Linked DNA regions of Mus musculus: all the other regions are linked to region 1. A link is a contact called in public Hi-C and HiChIP or PLAC-seq data. All regions are on one chromosome and are shown on one strand. The core of a region is the stretch at or near the end of the contact, and the rest is flanking DNA. Distances in the headings are between cores, read along the strand shown. Region 1 has its middle 6.5 kb from the start of Gm43837. Region 2 overlaps 0610040J01Rik (RIKEN cDNA 0610040J01 gene). Region 3 has its middle 21 kb from the start of Gm31889.

Evidence for each region. A called contact is a pair of places that touch in the nucleus more often than the background predicts. HiChIP or PLAC-seq counts read pairs in DNA pulled down with a chosen protein or histone mark.
Region 2: a contact with region 1 is called in an H3K27ac HiChIP or PLAC-seq map of microglia, with 4 times the contacts expected there. The contact joins two enhancer-like sites. A contact is called at or near these places in 1 of 484 Hi-C or Micro-C datasets (uterus) and 1 of 115 datasets of contacts at active chromatin or transcription factors (microglia).
Region 3: a contact with region 1 is called in a Hi-C map of bone marrow-derived macrophages, with 14 read pairs. The contact joins two enhancer-like sites. A contact is called at or near these places in 1 of 484 Hi-C or Micro-C datasets (bone marrow-derived macrophages), 2 of 115 datasets of contacts at active chromatin or transcription factors (memory CD8 T cells and microglia) and 1 of 9 other capture datasets (embryonic stem cells).

Annotation. Positions count from the first base shown.
Region 1 is chr5:64,369,089-64,373,789 of GRCm38.p6, forward strand. No RefSeq gene overlaps it. Among named protein-coding and RNA genes, the nearest start is that of Gm43837, 6.5 kb to the right of the region's middle. Within about 2 kb of position 2,738, at least 59 of the 459 cell types and tissues checked have an H3K27ac peak or open chromatin away from gene starts, as enhancers often do. A contact at or near this core is called in bone marrow-derived macrophages and microglia, where this site is marked.
Region 2 is chr5:63,828,714-63,833,414 of GRCm38.p6, forward strand. All of the region lies in intron 1 of 0610040J01Rik (RIKEN cDNA 0610040J01 gene), which reads left to right. Among named protein-coding and RNA genes, the nearest start is that of 0610040J01Rik, 19 kb to the left of the region's middle. Within about 2 kb of position 2,543, at least 52 of the 459 cell types and tissues checked have an H3K27ac peak or open chromatin away from gene starts, as enhancers often do. A contact at or near this core is called in microglia, where this site is marked.
Region 3 is chr5:64,898,369-64,903,069 of GRCm38.p6, forward strand. It overlaps the pseudogene Gm21011. Among named protein-coding and RNA genes, the nearest start is that of Gm31889, 21 kb to the left of the region's middle. Within about 2 kb of position 2,048, at least 13 of the 459 cell types and tissues checked have an H3K27ac peak or open chromatin away from gene starts, as enhancers often do. A contact at or near this core is called in bone marrow-derived macrophages and microglia, where this site is marked.

The DNA of each region.
Region 1 (4,701 bases), core at 1,488-3,987:
AAAGAGAGGGGGGAGGGAGGGAGGGAGGGAGGGAGGAAGGAAGGAAGGAAGGAAGGAAGGAAGGAAGGAAGGAAGGAAGGAAGGAAGGAAAAGAAAAAGAAGAAAGGGGGCTAGAGAGATAACTCAGAAATTAAGAACACTAGCTGTTCTTCCAGAAGACCTGGGTTTGATTTCCACACAGTATCAGGGATCTAGTGCACTTTTCTGGCCCCCACAGATACGGCACACATATCTACATTCAGGCAAAATGCCAATACACATAAACCTTACACATAAACCATTAAAAAAAAATTAAGCCAAACATAACAGATGCCTATAATCCCAGTGTTCAGGATGCAGAGACAGAAGGATCTCTGCAGTTCATTGGCCAGCCATTCTATCCAAACTGGTAAGTTTCAGGGAGAAACCCTGTATCAAAAGCTGACATTAACTTTTGATCTCCACCTATCTGCAGGTACTCTTATGCTTACACACACACACACACACACACACACACACACACACACACCACATATATGCACATAAATATACACAGTCTTGTCTGTATTTTACATCAACATCACATTTGATGTATGCATACATTTGTTTCTTTTTATTCCAACTAAGATGTGTGGGTTTCTATGCTGGTCTTCTATGACTGGAAGCACATTTAAATCCAAGGACGTTTTAAAGAAAAACAATTTGAAAAAAATTAGACATAAAGATGAATATTAGTTAAGAATAAGAAGAAAAGGTCATTGAACAGTTTCTTAGCAGTCTAGCATGCAATGAATCTGAGTCCAAAATTAACTCCTTGGCCTGTTTTGTTCATAGCTAGGTCACCAGGACAGACAACAGCCTCTAACATACAGCAGTTACTGAAAAAATAATCCCAGAGTGAAGTGTCTAAATGAAGAAAACTGATAGTAGCTGAGCCAAGGGAAGCAGGATGAGGCCTTGCTGAACAAACATTGAAACCAATGGGAAGAAATGGATTTGAACCCAGGTCTGCTCTCCTCTTCCGTTTGGATTGATGTTTTCCCAGATAGACTCCATTGCCAGCTTCCCTTGAAGCTAGGTATCCATTGCCAGCTTCCCTTGAAGCTAGGTGTGACCATGCAATGGTATTCTTGCAAGTTGACTAAGTAGACTTGATGGTGCCACTTTTTGGCCTGGGTCCTGAGACCAGGGATATGTCACCTCTACGTTGTCCAACATCTGGGTGTGGTGGTGACTTAATCTGACTAGATCCTGAGGGTTCTACCATGATGACATGGCAAAAAAACAAAACAAACAAAAAAAAAAAACCAGCAATCCTGATGAATGAATATGGACCTTCCTTCCATACAGACTCACAGGGCTCACACCACTATGATTATGTGACATAGAGACAACCTTCCTTCCTCTTTAAACCTTGGTATCTGAGAGTTCCCTGTTATAGAAGCATATGGTTCTCTGTGCTTCCTACCCCCTTACCTCACTTCTCCCTTCCCTTCCTTCAGATCCATGCCCCTGTGGTGTGAACAGCCAGGCAACTACTAGGCTTAAGAAGGTGTTGGCCCCAACTGTAAAGATGCAATTCCTGCCTGCATGACTCCATGTTGCCTGCAAATGTTTTTGTCATGCTCTCTTAGGGACTAAGTTAGGTCTGGGGCCTGTGAAGTGATGTCAATCATAGCACAATATTTTTCCTCCAAAGAGGAGGATTGAGCGGAAAGAAGATGATGAGGCATTCTGAAGAAATGAGGACTGTGGCAATTCCCTTCCTGAGGGTGTCATCGTGTAGAAAAGATACTCTTCCTTTCATGGTGGCTCAAATGGGGTCCTCATCTCCTTCCTTGTGGTCATAGCTGGAGCATTCAGGGCCATCCCCTGCATACTCTGGAGCCTTTGACTCTGGTGGTCTACTAAAACCAAACTCTCCTGCCTTGCTTATTTTACCCATGCCATGTTCTGGAAACTGTAAATGGTTGCCTTGCAGTTTCTACTGTTGTGTTAAAACACCACAACCAAAAGCAAGGTGTGGAGGAAAGGGTTTGTCTGGCTTTCATATCCTAGATCACGGTCCATTAAGGGAAGCCATGGCAGGAACTCGATCTAGGCAGGAACCTGGAGGCAGAAGCTGATGCAGAGACCATGGAGGGTTGCTGCTTACTGGCTTGCTCCTCGTGGTTTTCTTAGTCTGGTTTTTTGTTTGTTTGTTTGTTTGTTTTGTTTTACTATAGAACCCAGGACCTTCAGCTGAGGGTTGTCCCCACCCACAATGGACTGGGATCTTCCACATCAATCAGTAATTTGAAAAAAATGCCCCACAGCCTTATCTTATAGAGGCATTTCCTCAGTTGTGGTTCTCTCCTCTCAGATGACTATAGCTTGTGTCATGTTGACACAAAACCAGCTAGTACAGTGGTTGACACAATATCAGCTCTTGGCAAAGAAAAACAAAAAGGCAGTCAGAAAAAAAATTATTATCCAATTATAAGAAACACAGAGGCTGAAACCACAGAGACAAACTAAAACCTTAAGACTGGTCTCTGCCAAATAGAGGATGCCTTTTCTCTTTCAAAATGATGAGATTCAGCACTTTGACTTCTGAGGCTGAGCAGATGTTCTCTCTGTCACAAATCTCTTAGCTCTGTGACTCTGTTGAGTGGGTGGTGCAAAAAATAAAATCTTTCAGGAAGAAGCTGACAGTGAAAGGCAGCAAGGGTCCTCTGAGCCACAGGGAGCTGGGATGTGACCCAGAAGTCAGAAGAGAGGCCATCTAGGGGAAGTGAGTCTGTAGCTTCCTCGTTCAGCTCATTTGTCTCTAATGAGGGAGAAAATTTACACAGCCACAAATTGTTGCAATTCAGAGAGCTAAACTGATTTGGAAACATATTTTGTCCTAGGATATTTCTTGGCCTGTTTGGGCTGCTATAACAAAGTGCCTTAGGCTGGGTGGCTTATAAATAACAAAGGCTTACAGGTTTGATGTCTGCCAAGGGCTCCTTCCTGGCTCAAACTTGGCCTCTTCTTATTGCACCCTTGCATCTCAGAAGAGACAAGCATCTCCCTAGGGTCCCTAAAGGCACTTCTCTTGAACATGGAGCTCTGCCCATGACCCAGCGTCCTCACAAAGACTCTACCTGCTAACATGACCCTTTGGATGGGTAGGATATTCATGAATTTGGGCACAGTGGATTCATAATATTGATACCCCAGACGTTCCCCACCCAGGGGATGTTATCCAATACATCTGGGAAATTTTTAGTGACACAGGAAACTTTGCCATTACTCTGCCTTCATTTCTCCTCCTTCTGTATGCCTGTCAGATGTTCAACTCAGGCAGCCCATCTGGAACCTCCCCTCCAGGATAATGTCTCCTCCTTAAATGAGAAAAAAAAGTCTAGCCCCTCCTCCTTCTTGCTGGATGTGAACCGCTCTTGAGGACTTCAATCACCTGGCCTCCCCTGCCCTTCGAGCTAAAGGTTAATTGAGGGGTGAATGAAAACAACACAGCGTCTTATGAGAAATGAAAGATGGCCAGATGGAACCCACCAAGGGCGGCTGAGATTTCAATTTCCTTACTGTAATGAAAACTGCATTTCCATTAACCGCTGTGGTAGAAATGATTTACCAGCAGAACGAATCACCTGTGATGCGCCCTGGCTCCTATTGTGAAGCCTGGCTCTGCAGAGCCGACTGCTAAAGCATCTCTTCATTACCACCCGCCATGTGGACCTGGGGCTGCTGCAGAGGGTAAAGGCTATGGCCGTGGACATGAAAATGGGGGCCTCTGAGACAGAACAAAGAGGAGGCTCTAAAACTCTTTTCCTCCCCACATTCTGTTACCGCCCTTTGCCTGGACAGAATTTTTTTTTTTTTCCGATGCGGGCACATTTTACAGGCAGCCAGACGTAGGTCAGTAAGTAGCCATAGGTACCTGGGGAGCTCAGGGCTTTGGGTCATCATCAGACCCCACATTTGACCCAGCATTTGAGATTGCCTTACAGGATCACCCTTTCCCTCTTCCCTAATAATAAGATGCCATGGTATCAGCTTGGCAGAGGACTTCTTGCAACAAGACCCACCTTCCCAGCATGCTTTGCAGCGGCAGACAACTATGTCATCACTGGGCACTAAGGAAGAATAGTTCATCTGGTCTTCAGGTTACTTCCATTTAGTCAGCTGGGATGTGGGCGTGAAAGCTGGATCCGAGCAACCTTCTTACACCCTGAGTAAAAGCCACTCGTGATTGTTAAGTACTAAGCCCTCTCTTAATGCCATAATGGGGAGGCACCTCGGAGAAGCTGCGGTGTTTCATTAAGGCCAGAGACTCAGACCTGGAGGTCAGCCAGGCTTGTGACTTTTCAAGACAAAGACCACTATGAGTACCCAGATGTCACTATGAAAAACATTGAAAAGTTAGCTTAGCCCGTGTCAGATGTACAACCCCACTTCCTCTACTTTTGAGGTAGCTCAGCTCATTTTCACATTTATCTGTCTGTCTGTCTGTCTGTCTATCTATCTATTAAGTGTGTGTGTGTGTGTGTGTGTGAGTGTGTGTGTGTGTGTGTGTGTGTGTGTGTGTGTGTGTGTGGTGTGCATGTGCGTGATGCCATGGTGCTTGTGTGGAGGTCAAAAGACAACCTGCAGAGGTGACTGTCCCCTTCCACCATGTGGGTCCCGGGTATTAAACTCAGATCATGAAGTTTGTCAGCAAGCACCTTTGACCTCAGC
Region 2 (4,701 bases), core at 1,293-3,792, 540 kb before region 1:
TCCAAACTTCTCATTCACTTTTAATACCTGGATGCCCGTTCACTCAGTTTTCCACACTGTGCACAAGAATTTTCCCTGATCATAGGTCATGGTCATACTTCAGCCAAGACTATATAAAGTTCCGTGGTACATCTCCATCACAAGTCCTAATGATGTCTCTGTGGAGTCCTTTTTTTTTTTTTGCTTCTGTCACGTGGTCTGTTTTCCTCACAGCCTCGGCCCTTCTATGAGCAGTCTCTATTTCCCAACCACCCATCATCAAATGACCCTGAGGCTTTCGTCATAGAGGCAATACATGTGTTCTGGGCACAACTATAAGTTACCACTGAGGACAAGATAAGGTGTACAAGACACTCTCGAGTAGTGTCGACAGGAAACATGTTCATTGATTTGGGTCAGTTGGCTGGGCAGCTTGCGGAAGCTGGCAGAATTGTAAAGGACAAGAATTAGCTAATAGGGTGGACACAGGTGCAACTAGTGGGTCTTTTTTAAAGTTACTAGGCCCCCTGTTCAACCAAGTATAGGTGAAGAGAACTGAATCACAACTCCCTGATTACTCTGAGAAAATGACGTAAGAAAGTAACCCCAGCATTCTTGAAACAGAAAAAAAAAAAAAAAAAATTCCCCACGAGGTAATTTTCACTGTGAAGTTTAAGTTTGATGAGCCAAATAAAATGCAAAGTACACTTTTAGATGAGTTCATGGAAAAGTCTTTTGATATTTTAAATATTCATGGTTTTTAAGGTATTGTGTTAATGATTTAGTCTAGTATTGTGAATTATGATTTAAAATGTCATTGAGTGACTGATTCAGACTTTAAGCTTTTAAGATGTGATAATAAATGTTGACGTAATTTTACCGTTCAAGACTATGTTGAAATGTTTAAGAAAACTAAAGATTCCATGAGTTTGAATCTTTTGTGGGTTAAGCCCGGAGGAAGGGGTGCTTCACTGGTCTCAAATCTGAAATAATTAAAAGGAAAAAAATCAAAATCATTTGGTGAATACAGAGTTGATGGCGTCTTGCTACGTACATAACCCAAGCTGGCCTTAAACCCAGCCTGGCTGACTCAGTAACCCAAATGCTACAGTTACAATCCGGCACTCCCACGCCTACTTTGTAAATAGTCTAAAATGTCTGCTGTTGATTGGTGATTTGCCAAAGGATTTTTAGTGTATGCCAGGAAAGGCAGCATTTAGAAAGTTGAGGCAGGAGGATCCTGAGTTTGAAGCCAGAGCTATATACAGACTGAAACCCTGCCTTTAACAATTAAAACAACAACTGAAAAAAAAAAAAAAAAACTTAAATAACTACAAAAAATTTTAGGGGAGCTAAGAAACACTTCAAACTTTTTGTTATGACTTCTTACTTCCAAGTGTTGCTGTGCCCCAAAATGGGATAGGTCCTGCACCCCATGGGTCTTCCCAGTTTTCTAGCATCCTAACCCCCTCCTGTCAGTGTCCAAGTTTGCACTCACATAGCTCATATGCATATAACCCCCAATGCTTGTCCCTGGGCCAGCGCTCTCCACGGCCATCAATAATTCTTCTTGGCTACCTTCAAGGCAGAGCTACCTGCAGATCCCAGACCCTACCCGAATTCGCTCACCAGAAATTGAACCGACTGTGGCTGCTGTACTCTGATTCCTGATTCTGTGGATGATCTCTTGATCAAGTTATTGTTTTGTTTCTGTGGGTTGGTTTGGTTTGGTTTGGTTTGGTTTGGTTTGGGTTTGGGTTTGGGTTTGAGTTTTGGGGTTTGGGGTTTTGGAGTTGCTTTGTTGGGTTTTTATGTTTTGTTTCGGGTTAGTTTGGTTTTTGACCAGAAACAAGGGCCAGGACTCCTTATCTTTCTCTCCTCGGTTCCCATTACCTAATGATCAACAAATGAAATGAAACTCAAATAAAGTAGGATGTAACGTGAATATGAGTTTGAGAGTAAATGGCACTTCTATGTTGGAAGTGGCTATGGTTGTCTTTATCCTGAGAGCAATGGTTAGCACGTGAAAGCTGTGAGTGCCAGATACTTGGGTGGGAGTAGGTATTTGTACATTAACTTCATGGGAGGTCAAGCCAGTTGTTCAGGAAGACTAAATCCATGATGGAACAAATTCAGGGTCTCTGCGTTGCCAGAAGCGTCCTTGGTCTGTTCTTGTGTCCTGGCCTCACCTCAGAGGAACTGCTGTCATGTTAGGTCCCATTTCCTCTAACTGATGACTATCTTCTGGCAGAGGTACTACTGATGCCCCTCTGAAGAGCAAGTTATATTTAGGAACTCAGAAATTAAACATTTAGTCGATTTTTTTTTTCATTTCCTGATATAGAAGACCTTACTTCACATCCCCATACCAAACAAAACTCCAAAGCTCCATCATTTAAAAAATCAATACCATCACTCATTGGCAGAATCAGCCCTAACTTACCTAATTTACCTCCTCATATCCAGGGAAGAACCCTTCTGTATCAGCCCACAAACTGCTAACCCCAAGAAGGCTGTGTTTCAGCCAAGCTAGACGCAGAAATGTGCCCTTAGAGGAAGTACGACCACAAGAGCGTCTTTCAAGAGAGGGTGGAGAAATCCTTGTAGCATTTCCTCCTTCCCTCTTCTTTGTTTCAGTTCATAGAAACAATGGTCCCCTTTGCTTTTTCCCTGTTGAGTACAACAAACCTAGCTCAAAATTAATGAAAGTAGTAAAAACTAGATGCTATCTTATCGAAGTCCACCCACCCATATCTCCACCCACCCAGAGCAGTGGAGAAAAGGTTCTTTCGATATGGACTGACAAGTTCAAGCTAAAGATTGAGATAACAAGAATCCTTTGCTCAGAATAAACATTTTAGAATAATGAACAGTGTGGTATATGCATCTCATTTCTAAATTAAGTGGGCTCCCCTTTAAACTTGCTTATGTCTTAGAGTGTTTATGTAGGAGGAATTTTTGTATTCAGGAAATTACATATAAAATATACCATTCCCCACAAATTAGTTACTTAAAGGAGCAGTTATTTGCACTCTTCTAATTACTTGGGTCATGTATACAAATTGCAAATTGGAATGAGCCTAAATGATCTAAGATCTTACTGTAGGTACATTGCTGTGACTATGTTTCTAGAAAGGTGTTCCAGTGGGTAGAGACTTTTACTAAAGGTTTAACTACAGCATGCATGATTTCCAGAACTGCCTGTGATTGTTGCCAAAATTTAAAATGGCTATATTATTGCAAAATAGCCTTTCCTTAACTACAGGGCCAAAAAGAAAGTGCTGTTTTGCATGAGATGGAAAACCACCCCCAAGGCAAATAAAACACCTTTCTCAGGAGAAACTCACTTTGCTCTTGCAAGTGCAGGGACCAAAAGCCAAGGAAGTTTAGCAAATTCCCATTCAACTTGTCACCATAAAACTGAGGACAGTAAATGTTTGCATTTCCAAAGGGGAACGGGAACTGTTTATGAGAACCAACCAACTGGAGGTGGAACGTTCGTCTCAGGCCTCCTTTTCAGTTACTCCCTGGTCACAGACCTGACTCCTGGTTCTTCACTTCTCAATAGATAACTTATTGCTTGATGAGCTCACACAAAATAACATAACCATCAGCATCTTGAGCATCATTGTGTGTGGTACATTAAATTTACTCATTAGGGAGTGGGTACTGAGAGAGAGCTCACTCAGTAAAGTGGTTGCTGGGCAAGCACGAGGACCTAAATTCAATCTCAGGACCCACATGAAAAAGCCAGTCATGGTGGCACACACGTAAAATCCTGAGGCTGGGGAAGTAGAGAGCGGTGGATCCCTGAAGATTTGCTAACCAGCAAACCAAGCCTAGTTGGCAAACTCTAGGTCAGTGAGAGACACCTATCTCATGAAACAAGGGGTATGGATCCTGAGATATAATACCTGAGATTATCTTCCCGTTGTCATGCATGTATGCACCTGCACACATGAACACGCATACACATACATGTGAAAAAAAAATACCTAAATTGGTTCCATTCACTGTCTTATGTATGCGTGTATGCAGACGACACTGAAGCTCTGTAGGATTTCAGCCCCTCCCTGGGTTCGAATCTTAACTCTAGAGCTTCACTAACCTTCAAGTATTCATTTCCTTGTCTGTAAAATGGGAATAAGAATTGTGCTGAAAGCTGGGTGTGGTGGTTCATCCCCTTAGTCCCAGCATTATGGAGCCAGCCTGTTCTACTAGCTGGAGGGCTATACAGTGAGGGTTTCTCTCACAAAGGGAGTGTGGGGGTTTCTGAAAAGGAAAAGAACTGTGCTGTGTGGACACAGCCAGGGAGGCAGGTGGCCTAGAACATGAGAATCAGCGCAAGACTCTGACTTCTATAATTAAGATACAATTTTTTAAAATTAATGACATAAACTACCTCGTGAGAGCCACCCACCAGGATGGCTTCAAACAAAAATAATGTCAGTGATGAGTGTTGGTGCAAAAGGGGGAAAATAGGAGCTCCAGACTCAGCTGCTGGGAGTGGGAGAAGGTTTATCCATTTTGGAGAACAGTCATTTAAATATAGAATTATTATATTACCTAGCAATCCTATGTCCAGGTGCACACCTAAGAAAAGGAGGAACCTATGTCTACGTTGTAAACAGATGTTCATAGCAGCATTGCTCACTGATTGATGCCTAGGAAAGTAAAGAATAGACACAGATGTACAGCAGACTCTACGCCATAGAAAGGGAT
Region 3 (4,701 bases), core at 798-3,297, 530 kb after region 1:
AGCTAGGGTTTCCAGATACGGCAATGTTGCCTGTCTTCTCACAGGCAGGCAGAATATCAAAGTCATTAAAAGAAAGATCTAAATGAGATCTGCCATGGAAGACAAAGTGATGGACTTTAGTCTGTTGTAAGACAAGTCTAAATAGCTTAACTCCTTGTTAAGGTCAAAGATCCTGGTGTCCAGCTGTTGGATCTTGTTCCTGGTGTCCAGCTGTTGGATCTTGTTCCTGGTGTCCAGCTGTTGGATCTTGTTCCTGGTGTCCAGCTGTTGGATCTTGTTCCTGGTGTCCAGCTGTTGGATCTTGTTCCTGGTGTCCAGCTGTTGGATCTTGTTCCTGGTGTCCAGCTCTTGGATCTTGTTCCTGGTGTCCAGCTCTTGGATCTTGTGGCACAGGATCAGAAAATGCAGTTTGGAAAAAGAGTGGAAATCTGAGCTCTGCAATTGATAGAGGAGGTTGTAGGATAAATCCAGTGTGGTTGTGGCTGGAGTCACATCTCGGGGAACCTTCCTTAAAGCCATGTTAGAGAAGTTGGAGATCAGTCCCCTTTCACCTGTCGGCCTTGGAGCCCAGGCTTCTGTTGACATCAGGATGTTATAAAGTGTATGGATGCCGCTGCTGCGTCTCATTGTGTTTCCAAGGAGTCTAGCTTGCAGAGTAGTTTAAAAATAAGAGCTCTCTGTTGTTTTAGTTCACATTTCTGTAATGACTCACCACAGGCTGAGGAGAGCTCTGGTATAACAGTTTCTCTTCACAGTTGTGTAGTAAGAAGACAAGATGATGAACGGGCTGGTTGATTGAGCTCCTCGTGAGGGTCCCTTCTGCTTCACACAAAGGAAGGGAGAAAAAAGAAAAGTGGAGGGGAGAAGATCTGATGGAAGGAAGTTGTGGATCTTCTGTACAGCTGTGAAATGCAGGTAGTCTTTTAGTTGGATAATCCCTACATTGTATACAAAATTTAGTTACTCGTATTGATGATATAATTCTTATATTTTATATGCTTTTGTTCCTGGTAAGACCTCTCAAATATCTTGGAGGGAAAATTAATTCTGGTGAAGTCTCCATTTCTTAAACACATGACTGTCAATGATCTAAGATGCCTCCAGGGTACTATATACAGTAAAGTATTATGGCATGCTAATAAGTACTTTAATATCTTTAATCCTTTAATTATCTTAAAAAGTCAGTTTAGTTCCTGGCAGACTTTCAAACCATTATATATGTAAGGGTAACTTTTCTGCATCTATTTCAAAATAATCCCAGAATGCCAGTTCTTAACTTGCCTAGAGGAGTAACTACTGCTCAAATGGTTGTGTCTATGACAATATCTAGTGTGAAACTATGAAGTTTCACTTTCTTTCCATTTCCTTAAGACTATATATTAAGTATTGGAAGATCTCTTGGGTTTAGCAAGATGGTTTATCAAGTAAAGCCATGTGCATCCTAGCCTGAAGACCCGAGTTCGAACCCCAGAGACTCTACTTTCACCTCCATATGTGTACTATGACACAAAACACAGACATAATAAATAAGTGGAAAAGAGAAATAAATTAAGAAAAGATTGATCGTGCCACTTCTATCTGAACAATAATTCCCATGCATTCAGTATCTCTTTTCAAGTTTTTTTCTCTTATAGATTATCATAGACAAGAGTGAGCTGAGATACATGGTGCACCACTTTTAAGGGTTTGAGAAATAACTCAGTCATCAAGAGGAGTAATGTTTAAGTCGAAGTGAATGTAAAATCTATATTAAGTAAGCGTCCAAATTTTTCACAAAGACAGAGTTGGTACCCTGGTTTCCTCAAAGCCCTCAGGCTTGGTTTGGTTTGGCATGAACACTGGGTGGAAAGAGGCCACTTCACTGCTTTCCTCTCCCAGAACTTACTTTAAGCTTCTAGATCTGAGAGCCATGGCTTTAAAACAAAAACCCACAGCACCTCCTGCCCTGCTGCTTTGTTTGCCATCCCTTGGGCTAGGATGCCAGCTTCCATCTCTTGTTGGATGGTTCCTCCTGCTCAGTACCACAACCCGATGAGCTATAGCGAGAGAGGAAGCAACTCCGGCTGAACTTCTCTTAATTTAAGACATAAAAGGTTCTTGTCTCTCAGGCAATGCGTATGCATGGTGGCATCTCATTCAAACATTTTAAGAGTAAGGCATAAACATTATATTATTGCTGTTGTCCTATGGAGGATTAAATCAGGACCACAGATGTGCTAAGCACACGCTGGACCACTGAACTCTGACACTCCGCTCAACATAAGGCTTCCTGAAAGATGTATCAGTAAGTAGGTAGTATGTATTGTTACTGCTTTGAGGCTATTGATACTATGTTGCAAACAGTTGAAAAGCAGAGAAAGTTCTCCATTGACGGCTATGATGTAAAAGTCCAAACCCAAAGACACTGCTCAGCAGCAGTTGATAGTTTGCCAGAAAGACCTCATCCTGAGTCATTTCCCCTTTAATAATTCCAGTAAATGGAGAAGGGCTTAAAAACCCACCAAAGAGTGAATGATCTTGCAATATAAGAGTAAGAAAGACCACTTTCTAGTGTTTCTATGCGTCTGACATGGTGCCTGTGCTCTTCATACAACATCTTACTCAGTCTTCTCAACAACCCTGACAAAATGGTGCCCAATATTAATTACTCTTATTTTTCAGATCTAGGAGCTAAAACTCAGAGATTAAGTTATGTTCCCAGGGCAGCCTAGAAAGTAGTGGAGCAGGGGTTTCAATCCATATTTGTTTGGTCCCTTCTGGGTGGCAGTAATCCCAGCACTCGGGAGGCAGAGGCAGGCGGATTTCTGAGTTCGAGGCCAGCCTGGTCTACAGAGTGAGTTCCAGGACAGCAGGGCTATACAGAGAAACCCTGTCTTGAAAAACCAAAAACACAAAAAAACATCAAATCCTAACCCAAAGCACTCTCAATCTCTAAAGCATCGGCTGTTGGAAGCCAACCTGCAGTTCACATGGACCAGGTTTCACCTGGGAGGCAAGCCAGGGCTAAAAAGAGAGGGGAACTAGGCAGTCAAGAGAAAAATGGAGCTAAGTCAAGATTCCTGATCAAAGCTCAAATGTTTAATGGCAAATGCGCTTATAAAGGTGGTGGTGGTGGGGGAGGCCCATTCCCACCAATCCATTCTTGGAGCCCAGCTGCAGGATAGGGTGTAGTCTCCGGAATAGCTCAGTGGCCTCCCAGCAGGTAGCAGTGTCTTGAAGGAGAACAGTGGCAGTGGCTGAACAATAGAGTGATCTAGTGAGGAAGGCTCCACCCTAGGTAATCTCCTTAGTGGCAGCAAGGTCAAGGTCTGGCTCAGCCTGCTTCAGGCTGGGTGGGGGTTTACAATCCTTTTGCTGTGCTGACCAAGGTGGGCTCCACTCACCTGGCCAAGGCTCCTTCCTCTCACCCCAGTGTCTTTCTGAGTTTCAATATGCTGCCATCATGGGATTCTCTGCTGTCACACATCAGAGAGACTTTGCCTGCATGTAAATCGTAATTACTTTACAAGCCCAGCTTGGGTAGTCCCAAATTCCTGGATGTAACCCAAATACTACGGCAAACCCTCAGGCATCTTGGGCCACTTCGGACTTCTGGAGTGTCCCTTGGAACAAGTACTATAGTATGGAAGACCCACCTGATCTGCCCCACTCTTTAGACACAGGAGATGCAGAACAGGAATGGATCTTAGGTTGCTAGCATGTACCACTGAGAAATAAAACCCAAAGAAACTCACCATGATTTCTAGGATCATCTAGAGTGGGTAGACAAGCTGGCCAGGTGCAACCTGCAATGAAATAAATGAATGAATAAATGCATGAATGAATGAATAAAAAAAAAAACCCTCCAAACTCTGAAGCTCTTGAAAGATTGGCTCAGGCCAATAGCTCCATGCTCATTAATCATTCATGTTTGAGAACCTAGGTCTGCATGCTCTCCTCTGTAGTGGGTCTTTTGGAAAGATTCGAGCAACCCCTATGTCTTTTCATGCGTGTCTCAGTTGTTCTTAGCCCTGCTTGAAGTCTCCAAATCTCATGCAGGTACGTGGATGATTTCTTGACAAGGTCAGAAGTGGCTGTGGGAACAGTTTGACTCAGCGTTTCCTGTAAAGTTTAGACCTTGAAAGAACCTAGTGGGGAAACCTCCACTCAATTCCCGATTCGGCATGCACCCAAGAATCACGAACAGAACAGACCGTCTTGATGTAAAGACACAAGGTAGTTTAATGGCGGAGAGCTCCAGATCGAAACATATCTCACGCAGGAGACAGTGTATTCGACCACGAGGCTTGGAAGCTCGGGGTTTTTATAGAAAAGGGGCTGGGGCTGGGGGAGGAATTGGTGAGATTTCACATGATTGGTTCATTTAAACATCAGCAGGGAGGAATTGGCGTGGTTTCACATGATTGGTTCATTTAAACATCAGCAGACTGTACATGCAGATAACATTTAACTTAGGTCAGAAGGGCGGGAGATAGGGAGGCATATCATTCTCTTTATCTTTATGGCTAAGCAGCCTCAGGAATGTCTTAACGACGGGCTTGCCAGGGCATGTCCTGGCCTGTTCTGCTATGTTCTCAGCCCCAGGTTTCAAAGCTCACAAACAACTCTTTGGGCTATTTGACATAAATTACATGAATCACAGGTCTCAAGTTTTATTTTCTTTCATTCCCCTCTTCTTCTACTAAGTAATTCTAATCTTAG